Linked DNA regions of Cricetulus griseus: region 1 is linked to region 2. Evidence: chromatin contacts called from public Micro-C data. All regions are on one chromosome and are shown on one strand. The core of a region is the stretch at or near the end of the contact, and the rest is flanking DNA. Distances in the headings are between cores, read along the strand shown.

What was found. Hi-C and Micro-C count contacts between places; a contact is called where the count stands out from the background.
Region 1: a contact with region 2 is called in a Micro-C map of the CHO-K1 cell line, with 2.0 times the contacts expected there. The contact joins the enhancer-like site here to the promoter of Lamb1 in region 2. A contact is called at or near these places in 2 of 8 Hi-C or Micro-C datasets (both in the CHO-K1 cell line).

What each region holds. Positions count from the first base shown.
Region 1 is chr5:168,804,035-168,809,666 of CriGri-PICRH-1.0, reverse strand. Lamb1 (laminin subunit beta-1) reads right to left here. Exons shown (of 34, transcript XM_027416975.2): 21 at 5,036-5,199; 22 at 3,591-3,815; 23 at 2,379-2,593; 24 at 1,662-1,758. Among named protein-coding and RNA genes, the nearest start is that of Lamb1, 45 kb to the right of the region's middle. Within about 2 kb of position 2,361, at least 2 of the 6 cell types and tissues checked have open chromatin away from gene starts, as enhancers often do. A contact at or near this core is called in the CHO-K1 cell line, where this site is marked.
Region 2 is chr5:168,758,469-168,763,886 of CriGri-PICRH-1.0, reverse strand. Lamb1 (laminin subunit beta-1) reads right to left here and starts at 1,827. Exons shown (of 34, transcript XM_027416975.2): 1 at 1,707-1,827; 2 at 1,464-1,585; 3 at 129-304. The coding sequence starts at 1,500.

The DNA.
Region 1 (5,632 bases), core at 1,112-3,611, 45 kb before region 2:
CAACAACAAACCCATCGTGGTGATAGGCTCAGTTCTCCTCTTCTACAAATTTCTACAAACCTTCCTTCCCCGTTTAGTCTCAGAGACTGGGAGAGACAATGTCAACCATATGTTCAAAAACATTTTATAAGCAAATTGCCAATGTGAACAACTAGGTCAAGCACCTTTTCCCCTGGACTTTGACCCTTTAGGAGACAGAACTTCCTGGCTCCATCTGAAATAGAGGAGGTTGGAATGATGGTACGATTTAGGAGGAAGCAAGGAAAAACAGAATTTCTCCATCCAGGTCCTATCGATTTCTCTTAGGGCATTGTTTTCCTTGAATCTACATCCAGAAACAGTTATTTCTGAAGGGCTTGAAAACAACTCGTTAGTGGATGGGCTAAAGGGATGAAGAGTTGGGATCTGAGAGTGACAATGTGGAAAGATCTGAGACTAAACTTTTAAAAGTAAACTCTATGTGTATTATATTGAAAACTATGTGTGTATAAGATGTGAGTTAGCTACTAGTCAAAGATCTATCATTGTACCTAGAAGAGGAAAAGGTCGTTCTTACATTTTGAGTTAGACAGGACCTAAAAGAAAAATATATCAAGGAGCATGTAAGAAAGTATAGGAAATATTTACCCAAAGATATGCTTAAAACATAGGGAAGAAAAAGTAGGAAACGGATAGGAAGCAGGCTAAACTTTTTTTTTTTTTTTTTTTGGTTTTTAAAGGCAGGATTTCTCTGTTTACTCTGGATGTCCTGGCACTCACAGAGATCCACCTGCCTCTACCTCCCTGAGTGCAGGGACTAAAAGGCATGTGCCACTACCATCCAGCTTAAACAGCTTATAAAATCTTTTTATAAATGTTTTTTAAGGTATGAAAAGTAACTTGCCTGGTTAAAAAAACTGGTAACAGTATAAAAATCAATCAACCCTTCTGACTGATAGGTTTTTAGTAAGTAGGCCTTTTTTTGTTTTGTTTTTGCTTCTTGAGATAGGTTCTTGCTATATTGACCTGGAATTTTTGCTTTCCTGCTTCAGACTCATAAGCGTTGGTGGCATTTACAGGCAGTAAGTTTCTATTAAGAGAAGGTCCCATTGCTCTCTGCCTATAGGAGAATCTGGGTTTGAATCACACTGCACAGACTCGGAACCCCAGCCGAATCCACTGCACTCCATATCCCCCTTCTAGTCTCACTGTAGGAGGCTGCAGCAACAGCCTGTTGCAGAGCCTGCTTGAGTCTCGGAATCGACAGATCTTATCATAATAACTGTACCTATGCACGCACGATTAAGGAAGCTGCCTGCCCATGGATGGCTCAGAGAAGGAAACAGGTCAGCTTGTAGGCATGCGTGGCTCATGTAGACTCACTTTGCTGAAAATCATTTTTAGAAAGTGACTGCATACACTGTAGAGTGTTCACGCATTCTTGCCTGTGTGTGTATCAAGACAGATGCCACCCCCACCCCGGTGTGGGGCTGAAGAAATGAGCACGTCCTTTGTTTACTAGTCATGTTTATCCACAAGGCTAGATTAGGAGTTCTTTAAAAGAAAAGAAAAAAAAAGAAGAGCACAAACTTGTTATGTTATTTTGACTGAAGGCCTTTGCAAATGTAAAACTCCTGTTCTTGCCCATCCCACCAAAGCATCAGCTTGGGGTCTGGCCTCACCTCGGCATTCCACATCGGGGTCTCCCCAGAAGAGCTCTTGGCACTCGCTGCAGGTCCGGCCTCCGAAGCCCGGCATGCACTGACACTGCCCGGTGAACTGCAGTCCAAACACAGACCTGTCAGGGGCTCTCAGAGGAGGAGCCACTTGTAACTTGTCCCAACCCAGTGAAGTGACAGAAGTGGAACCTGGACACCTGTGGTGCAGACTGGGGAGAGGGTGTCACACCAGCAGTTCCTAGCTATTCTCTTGTAAGGGGTTTGGAAAGGTCTCTAGCACGGTAGGATTTTGGCATCCTCACTTTTTCTATAGATGGACACCAATCCTAGGCCATCTCAACTCCGGGAGAGTGTCAGTTTTAGCCTATGCCAGCACAAGTGACAGCACTTTGCAAAGCTGCCAGTGGCTATGTAATTCCTTTCAATCAGAGCAGCTCTGAAAACTGTTTGATTAGGGGCCCGGCGAGGGAAAGAAATGACATGTGAGTCTGCATCCATAGGTGGACACTATCCTGACACGGATGCTCTGGATGCTAAATGAGCATGCACAGTAACTTGTCCTTAGCCAAGAGGGCAAACAGGGACTGGCAGCAAATCTATACTCTGCTGGCCAAGCTGAGTGCTCTGTGTTGGCCTTCCTCCATATGGGGCAAATTCACCTCATGGACTAGTTGTTACTGAGCCTCTCAGAGGCCTCAACCCTTAGTCACAACCCCTCACCTCATTGCAGGATGGCCCAAAGGAATGTGCAGCATTGCAGTTGCATGACTCACAGCCGGTCCCACTGGCCAGCTGCCAGGTATTGGGTGCACACTGATCACAGTTCTGCCCGATCACATTGGGAAGACACAAGCACTGACCAGTGGCTTTGTCACAGTGGCAGTCAGAGCCATTACAGTGCTCTTGCACAGTGCCCAGGTAATTGCAGACACACTCTGAAACAGAACAGCATGATCAAATGCACATCTGGTCACATTTACGGGCACACAGCAAGCAGAGGCTAGTTACATGCAAACAGCTAGGCTTTTCTCTCTCCAAATCTCAAAGCTGACACGCAAGAAAAAAAAGCCAAAGTCAAGTTTTAAAACAAACGCCTAAAATTAGCATCCTTTGAAGTTCTCATGATGACTATGCATTTGGCACTTCCCAGGCAGATGACATGTCCACACAAGTGTAATGGCAGACTTCTGCTTGTCTAGGAGTATTTTCGAGACATAAAGATTCAAAAGATTCAAAGTTTGAAAATTTTCAAGCTTTAAAAATTTAACTGGAAATTATAAAAACAGACCAGCAGGAATTGAGACATTCAGTGATTTCAAACTCCTGGCAGGAAGCAGCCATATGTCAGAAGCAGCAGGCAGAAGGCCTGTTAAGCTAAAAAGACTTTAAGGAATCCAGTCCTGCCGGTCCCCATCATTCCACATGTTTCTAAACAAAAACAGATGCCTGTGGGCTTTGTAGCCAGACAGCCTGGCTGATCTCCTGATAAGACAAATAAGGTCTGGACAATTTTATTGCTGTTACTTTTTTCTCTACCTTAGGGGAGAGGCCTACTCCACCACCGACATCAGAAAGGTGCTGCCCACCCACAGTGGGAATTCAGGTCTCTAAGACCTGCTCAATCAGCAAATTCATGGAAAGCACACAGTGCCATGCACTCTACTGCATGACATTTATCTTGATGACAGCCACAATTTCCCCTGGCATACAGCCACATCTTGAGACTTGTCTTGCCAAAGAATGAAGATATACAGATTTAAAAAAAAAAAAAATCTAGTCTCATCTTTCATTTGCTGAATGTGAAATTTTGCCTTACTGAACAAGGGTTTTCCTTGTGAAATAAGTACTCCAGTAACAAACCCTGATTTTAAAAGAGGGGTGGTGGTGGTGGTGGTCACCACAGTGGGCATGCTAAATGAATGTGCATCTTACTTCTACAGTCTTGCCGAAGAGCATCACCATAGTATCCATACTGGCAGAGCTGGCAATGGTCCCCTTCTGTGTGGTACAGGCACTTGAGGCACCTTCCTGTCTCCTTGTCGCAGGCTTCTGGATCAGTAGTATCAATGTTGTGGTGACACTGACAAGGCTGACATGACCCCCCAAAATCTGAGGGATTGCCAAAAAAGCCAGGGGCACAGTCATCACATCTGGAGCCTATGTGAAAACAAAACCAAGTACATTGTTCATTTTAGCTTTTGTGAAAGCCTGTTCACAAAGTCATTACCATCCCCATCCTGGCAACCCACCAAGCAATGACTTGTTAGTATCACTATGTAATTTACCAAGCCCAGTGTCTATGATCCAAAGAGAAGGAACAGGCTTCTAACTGTGAAGCCGGAAAAGTATAAATGTGCTCCCCAAAACTGCTGCAGCAGCCTCAGAGACCATAGCACAATGGGCAGGAGAGCCTTAGCTTCTAGTCATACCAGGGTGGAGCAGGCGAGGAGCTAAACAGAGATGAGATCACTTCAGTGTAGTTGGGTGTTAAAATTCTAACCCAAGCATTAGCTAGAAAAGGAAGAATCAGTGATCCTCTGTGAACAGCCAGGGAAACAAGCTCCTCATGGTGACCCTGTTTCTTGAAAGCTCTAAAATCATGCATGAAGTAATTCCTGGGTTGTGCATGAGCCTATCTAGCCACTGATCAGCAGTTTTATGGCTGGAATAAAAGACTCCCAAAACACACACACACACACACACACACACACACACACACACACACACACACATACACACACACACACACACAGAGCTAACTTCACTGGACTTCAGCTGGAAACAGAGTGTAAACAGTGAAGAACATATTCAGCTACGATCCATCCTGCTCTTGATTCTCCAAATGATCTTTTCTTTAGCCCACCCTACGGCCACCTCATGCTTTCCAAACACTCACTTGGGTTAGGTTATGGGAAGAAAAAAATTAAAAAGTAAATTAAGGCTGGGCGTTGGTGGCACACGCCTTTAATTCCAGCACTCGGCAGGCAGAGGCAGGCGGATCTCTGTGAGTTCAAGGCCAGCCTGGTCTCCAGAGCGAGTGCCAGGATAGGCTCCAAAGCTACACAGAGAAACCCTGTCTCGGGGGAAAAAAAAAGTAAATTAATCTTCCTTGTTTTGAAAACTGAAAAATTACCCCTAAAAATTGTGCTGCATTCAAATGCTGGTGATCCTGTTGTTGTAACTCCATTATCTTGCACACCCAAGGATCGGCTCTGCCCCATATGCTACATGGGTAAAGGGCAGGGGCCTCCTGAACCCTTTAAGTTTTAATGAAGGATGTAAAGGTGAACTTAACTGGTTTGCTGTCTCTTTCTCACTAACAATGAACTCAGACACATCTCCTGCCTCTTTGCTCCTTACGGTGTGTGCATACTTACCAATGTACCCAGGATCACAAACACATGCAAGCTGGAGAGTAATGGGGTCTTGATAACAGCTCCTGGCGAACTGGCGTCCACTGTTAGGACCATCTGGACAAGGGCAGGGGCGGCAGTGATCTCCCGACCCAATGATGGGATCGCCGTAGTAACCGGCCAGGCACCTGCAGTGGTTGTAAAAGACAGTGAGCCCTGACCCAGGCATAAGAACAGGCTTAGAAACTGGATTCTGTTTGAGGACCTGACTCCTCATTCCACCCGTTTCCCAACAAGGGACTTTTCAGAGCAGCAACAAGCATTCTTACACTTTAGTTAAAACTCCATGAAGGACTTTGTTTAAATAGGTTTCTGGGCTCCTCTACCAAATATCTTGGTTAACCAGGTTCCTGTTGGTGCTGAAGCTGCCTGATACGTGAAACACTTGCAATAATGTATTTGGGATGATATCCCTTGATTAGTGTGATGCTCTTCACTAACTGTTCCCCAGACGAATAGTTTCCCATGTAGACCTCACTCTCCCTTGGGCTGCATACCTGCCTTGGACATTTGGCTTTACATTCTCTGTTTTAAGGAGTCAGTCTGTCTGCATGGCTTATT
Region 2 (5,418 bases), core at 578-3,077:
TTTTGCTGGCTGTTCTCCTATTTGAACTGAGAGCAGGATGTGAAGTCTCCTGGGCATGCCCCTTTGGTCAGCCAGGAGGCGGAGGAGGATGCAGCCCACAGTGTGTTCACCAGCCAGACCCGCCTTACCTGGAGGTGGCTGACAATACAGTAGGGCTCTGGTTTGTGCAGTCCGCATGTCGAGGTCACTGAGAGCTTTTGAGCTCGGCCAATAAGAAGGTCGCCAGTAGCAGGGTAGCAGCTGCCTTCTGCGCAGCCATAGCTGAACTCTGGTTCCTGAGCATGCACTCGGGTACCACACAGGGCTACCACAACGTTAGGGGAAGGAAGAAGAAAGCAAGACACAAGTCAGAGCGGAAAACACACGCACGCGCACGCGCACACACACACACACACACACACACACACACACACACACACACACACACACACACACACACACACACACACACACACAGAGCAGGGGGGCAGACAGAAAGGATTCAGAAGAAAGAATATATCGAAAAACACAGAAGAGAAATGAGCGCCAGAGAAGGCAGGGCAAGGAGAGAAGGGAGAGGAAAGAAAAACAGACATGTCGTTAGGTTTGACCAGCAGTCAGCTGAGCGCATCACCAAGGAAATCCACCAGACTCTTTTGTCTACTATGATCTGCCCCAGCCAATCAGCCCGTCCGCGAAAGGTGGACGTTGTGACCCGGCCACTTAGAAGTGCCTGGGCCAGGGCGCAGTGAGGTGGGCTCCGCCACGCGCTGCACACCCGCTCGAGAGATCCCGAGAGCACATGGCAGTGCGCACATCCTCGGTGCGAGTGGGGTAAATCTGTGGGCGTGGGGACACAAGACTATATACTCGTGCACGCGCCAGGGTCACCGGCGATCACGCCGGGTGAGGCACTGCGTTTGTGGTAGAAGCCAATTCCCTGAGCTGGTGTGTCTCTGCAGTTCGGTAGTGGCTTCAACGCTTCGCCATTCCAGCAAAGCACCCGGCTCAGCTCTTAATGGTGCCACCCCAAGACAAACAGCGATAGTTAATTAAAGCCACATGGCCCCAAACTGTTCCCAAGACGAAGCCTGTTCTGGGCTCTGACACTTTTGTGCGTAATGGGTTTTTCGAGGATCCTCGGCAGCCTGCCCAGCCATGCCAGGGGGCCTGACTTCGGTGGTGGGGAAACAGCGCGAACTGGTAGAGGGTGCAAAGCCCCGGAGCGATCGCCTCGGGGGTCCGAAGGACTGCGAGCTCTGTACGCAGAACCCGGGGATACGGGTCGGCGGACCTCGGTGTGTGCGTCCTCGACCACCACCGAGCCGAGAGCTGTGGCGACCGATCCCAGGGGGGTCATTTCCAACCATTCCCTCTCTCCCGATCCACCAAGGTTCCCTTCAAAGCAGGAGAAAACCGGTTTGGGGATTTTCTTCCCTAATGCCGGAGCACACCCCTCCCCCCAAGCCCTTCGCCTGAGTTACCTAGGACACCGAAGGCGAACACCTGGAGCAGCCCCATGTCCAGTCCTTGTAGCCGAGGGGACGCGGCAGGGGAAGGAGGTCGCCGCAGGCAAGCTGCCTGCCTTTTCTTCTTGTCTTCCTTTCTGGAGAGGTAGAGGGGGGGAAAGGCAGATGTTGAGAGAGAGGAGAAGGGCTCTTCCATTTCCCGCAGCTCCCACCGGCGTGGAGTGCTGGAGCCAGGAAGGGGTCAAGTCTCTTAGATACTTTGTTCTCCTCTGCCGGCCGGAGGAGCGCTCTTTGGGTTCCTGGCAGCCCACCGGCCCAAAGAAGGGAATTACAAAGTTTCGCCTTGGGAGGAACCGAGGGAGGCGCCTCTGCTCATGCGCACACGGAGAGCGGGGTGGGGGTGGGGGGGCGAAGGGGCGGGAGGCAGCAAGGGGTGGGGGCTGAGGTCCGGGTCCCACCTCCCTAGGCGCCTCTTTTGTTTTAAGGCAGCATCTGCGGGCGCAGTAGGGCTTTGGTGCAAAGCGTGGGCTGGTGGGTTCACTCCTGGGCGCGCTTCCCAAGCGAGCGCTCGGAGCGGGTTCCCGAGGGATGCGTTGGGGCTGGTCCTAGAGGTGGGTGTACAGGTCAGCCAGCAAAGCCCCCTCCCCCCAGGACCTCCCGCGGACTCGTGCATTTACTTTTGTCAGAAGTAAGCCACCAAGTGAGCCCGAGGCACCTAGCGCTGGGGGAAGGTGGGTTGGGTTAAGCCTTTAGAGAAAGGGTCAAACTGCTTGCCTCTTAGGAACTTGAGCTGTCGTTAACCGACATCTCAGAATGAAAGAGCTAGAGCTTTGCGTGTATGCTATATGTGTGGTGTAGCATAGGTGTGAAACCTGTTTCACAGAGAGGACATCATTAGCTGCACATTCTTAGCGCACGAATTTATTCAGGACATACCTACAGACCCTGCTACCCAGGGAGTCATGGCTCTGAATTATTTGTTCAAACACACACCAAGTTAATAGCCCACGTCTTACCTGAACTCAGGTAAATTATCGATTTTCTTTTCCCACCCCAGGGTAGAAAGGTTGGCACGGCCAGAAACTGGGGGGTTTTGATGAGACGCCCTTCTCCATACTGCAAAACAGAGTCCTGCTAGGAACTCCATGTTGTGCCCAAGTGGAGAGGGAGGGCTCTAAGAATGCCTCTCGAAGCACTGAATAAGGTTAAGTGGAGGTAAGCAGAAGGTCCCCATTACTAAGGGTTAGAAAGGAAAAAGAGATTGGGGAACAGACCCCAAACCTTCCTAAAATCCCAACTTAAAGCCTTAAAGCTTTCTTTAGTCCTGCCCTGAATGAGGGGAGCATCAGTCAGCTGTTAGACCAGTCAGAACTGATTAGTTTTCAGCCGTCTCAAGACTGGATTAAGTGGCTGATTGGTCAGTTTTTAATTTAGCTGCAATTAGATTGGGACTAGGGAAGTTTCTAACCATTGGACCATAGAATAAGCTGTTTTTCAAGTTTAGAAATGTGCATTAATTATTCACCAAGTTAGCACTTACTCTGCTGCATTTTCTCCAACCTCTTGGATGTTTGGGATCCTTTAGGGCTGCACTGAGAGAGTACCCTACTATTGAAAGGGTCTACTGTAGGACTGCGCTCTATATAGATCAACAGAAAAGTAGTCAGATGCAGACTTTTTTTCTCCTTGATCAGCTTTCAGGGCCCTGGATCAGTTTTATATTAGCTTTTCATCCACCCCAGTTGCAAGTGCTGTGCCATTCAGTTCTGAGACTGGCCTCAGGACTGTGCCAGCGGCAAGTCAGTTACCTTCAGCACTCTTCAAGAGATGGCTGCTCTCCTGACCACCTCACTCCCCCAAGTCAATTTAACACTACTAAAAATCAACCAACCAAACAACAACAGCAAAAACAAAAAAGGAGTTATTTGTGTTTGTGTGTGGTGCATGTATACATGGAGGACAGCAGTTGAGGTCTGGTGTCTTTCTCAGTTGTTCTTATTTACTGAGACAGTGTCTCATTGAGTCTGGCGCTCCCTAATCCCTCCTCTTATCTCCTAAGAGAGATGTGCTCACATAAAAACTTGCTGGATTCCTTTGCCTTCATTAGAAGTGAAAGGAGCCCTGAGTTTACCTTACACTCCCCTGTCCTCCATACCTTCCTCTCTGCAGCCCAGGCTCTTGTCCTTGGGTTCTCTGTTTCCTCACGGTTCCTCCTTTGCCCCACTACTGTCCTGCTCGCTTTCATCTCCACCATACTACACATATCCACAGACCCTGGGGTCCTCTTTGATCTCTTAGGGGCATATACTTCAGGGCCACACCCTTCCTCTTGAAGTCTCCTTTAGTCCCGGCTTCTAGGACATGATTCTGAATGTTTCTTACTGGATTTGATACTTTCCATTTCTCTTGACCATCTCTGATCCCTTAAATACCAGTGTTCCTAAAGGTTGTATCTTCATCATTTATTCCCCCCACACACGTTCATTCATATCCAGGTTCCCCACCAACTGGCCCAGTCTCCCTCTTCTTGAATTCATGTCTGTCCCCAGTATCTGACTCAGAATTTGCACCTAGTTTGTAACAGGCCACCAAGTAGCTCCACTTTGATGAATAGATACATAAACTTCATGCAAAACTGAGCTCATCTCTTCACCCACCCTCATAGAACAAGCTCTTTCTTTTTTGTTTGTTTTTTGCTTTTTGAGACAAGGTTTCTCTGTGTAGCTTTGGAGCCTGTCCTGGCACTCGCTCTGTAGACCAGGCTGGCCTCAAACTCATAAAGATCCGCATGCCTCTGCCTCCCAAGTGCTGGGATTAAAGGCATGTGCCACCACCGCCTGGGATAAGTTATTTCTTATTTGGACTATTTGTGCCATGGTCCACCCCTTACCTCCAGACAGAAAGCCAGACATAGCCATGGCATGGCCAGCAGGGCACAAATGTAGAACTCCTTTATTAAAGCCATATTAATAGTGAGTGGCAGCACAGCATTGACCTAGGATAGGGCTCTCCTGAATGTTAACGTACAAAACGAGTGTCAACAAAGCCAGCCCAGCTTGTAAATCATGGATACATCTCCTTCACTCTCTTTGACCCAATTGTGTGATCCTACTGTGATTTCTTAGCAACTAGTTGCTGTATGCCTCTTGGTATTATTTCCAGATCTTCTCCTCTCCAGCCAACTCCTCCCCAGTACTCAGTACTCCCCAGTCTTGGAAGGTACAGCCTTGATCCTAATTCTCTTCTTCAGAAGCTATAGAGTATGTCTTAGCGGGGCGTTGGTCGTGCACGCCTTTAATCCCAGTACTCAGGAGGCAGAGGCAGGTGGATCTCTGTGAGTTCGAGGCCAGCCTGGTCTTCAGAGCGAGTGCCAGGATAGGCTCCAAAAGCTACAGAGAGAAACCCTGTCTTGAAAAACAAAACAAAAAAAAAAAAAAAAGAAAAAAAGTCTTTATGGCTCTCTATTCATGGGCCCTTTGTAGGGACTTAGCAGTGCTTCCGCATAGCCTTTTACACACCCTTTCCCTCTTACAGCACTAGTTCTGATGCAGCACTTGTGTGACACAATGCTGTAACTATGTGTTTGGGTGCTTATCTCTCTCAGGAGACAATGAGGCAAGGACAAGTAAAACGTGCCCCTCCCCCCAGCTAGCATACCACCAGGCCCATCACAGATGCTTAGTCAACAGTTTTTACTCAAAGTGAAGACTAGTCTGTTTTTTAAATCTTCCTTAATTCATGTGTCCACCTTCTAGTAACCTACTATGAATTTGTTTCTAGTCAGAAAATATCACTGTCCGCTTGAATTTGTGTTAGGAATACTTCCAGATTTTACAAATGAACAAATTCTTGCAGCTCATTATAGTTTACACAGCTTCCTTGACTTCTGAAGATGTTGCAGATTCAGGAGGAGTAGATGTCTTGTTAGTAAGCCTTTTGCTCTGGCTGGCGACATACTCACTAATACTCA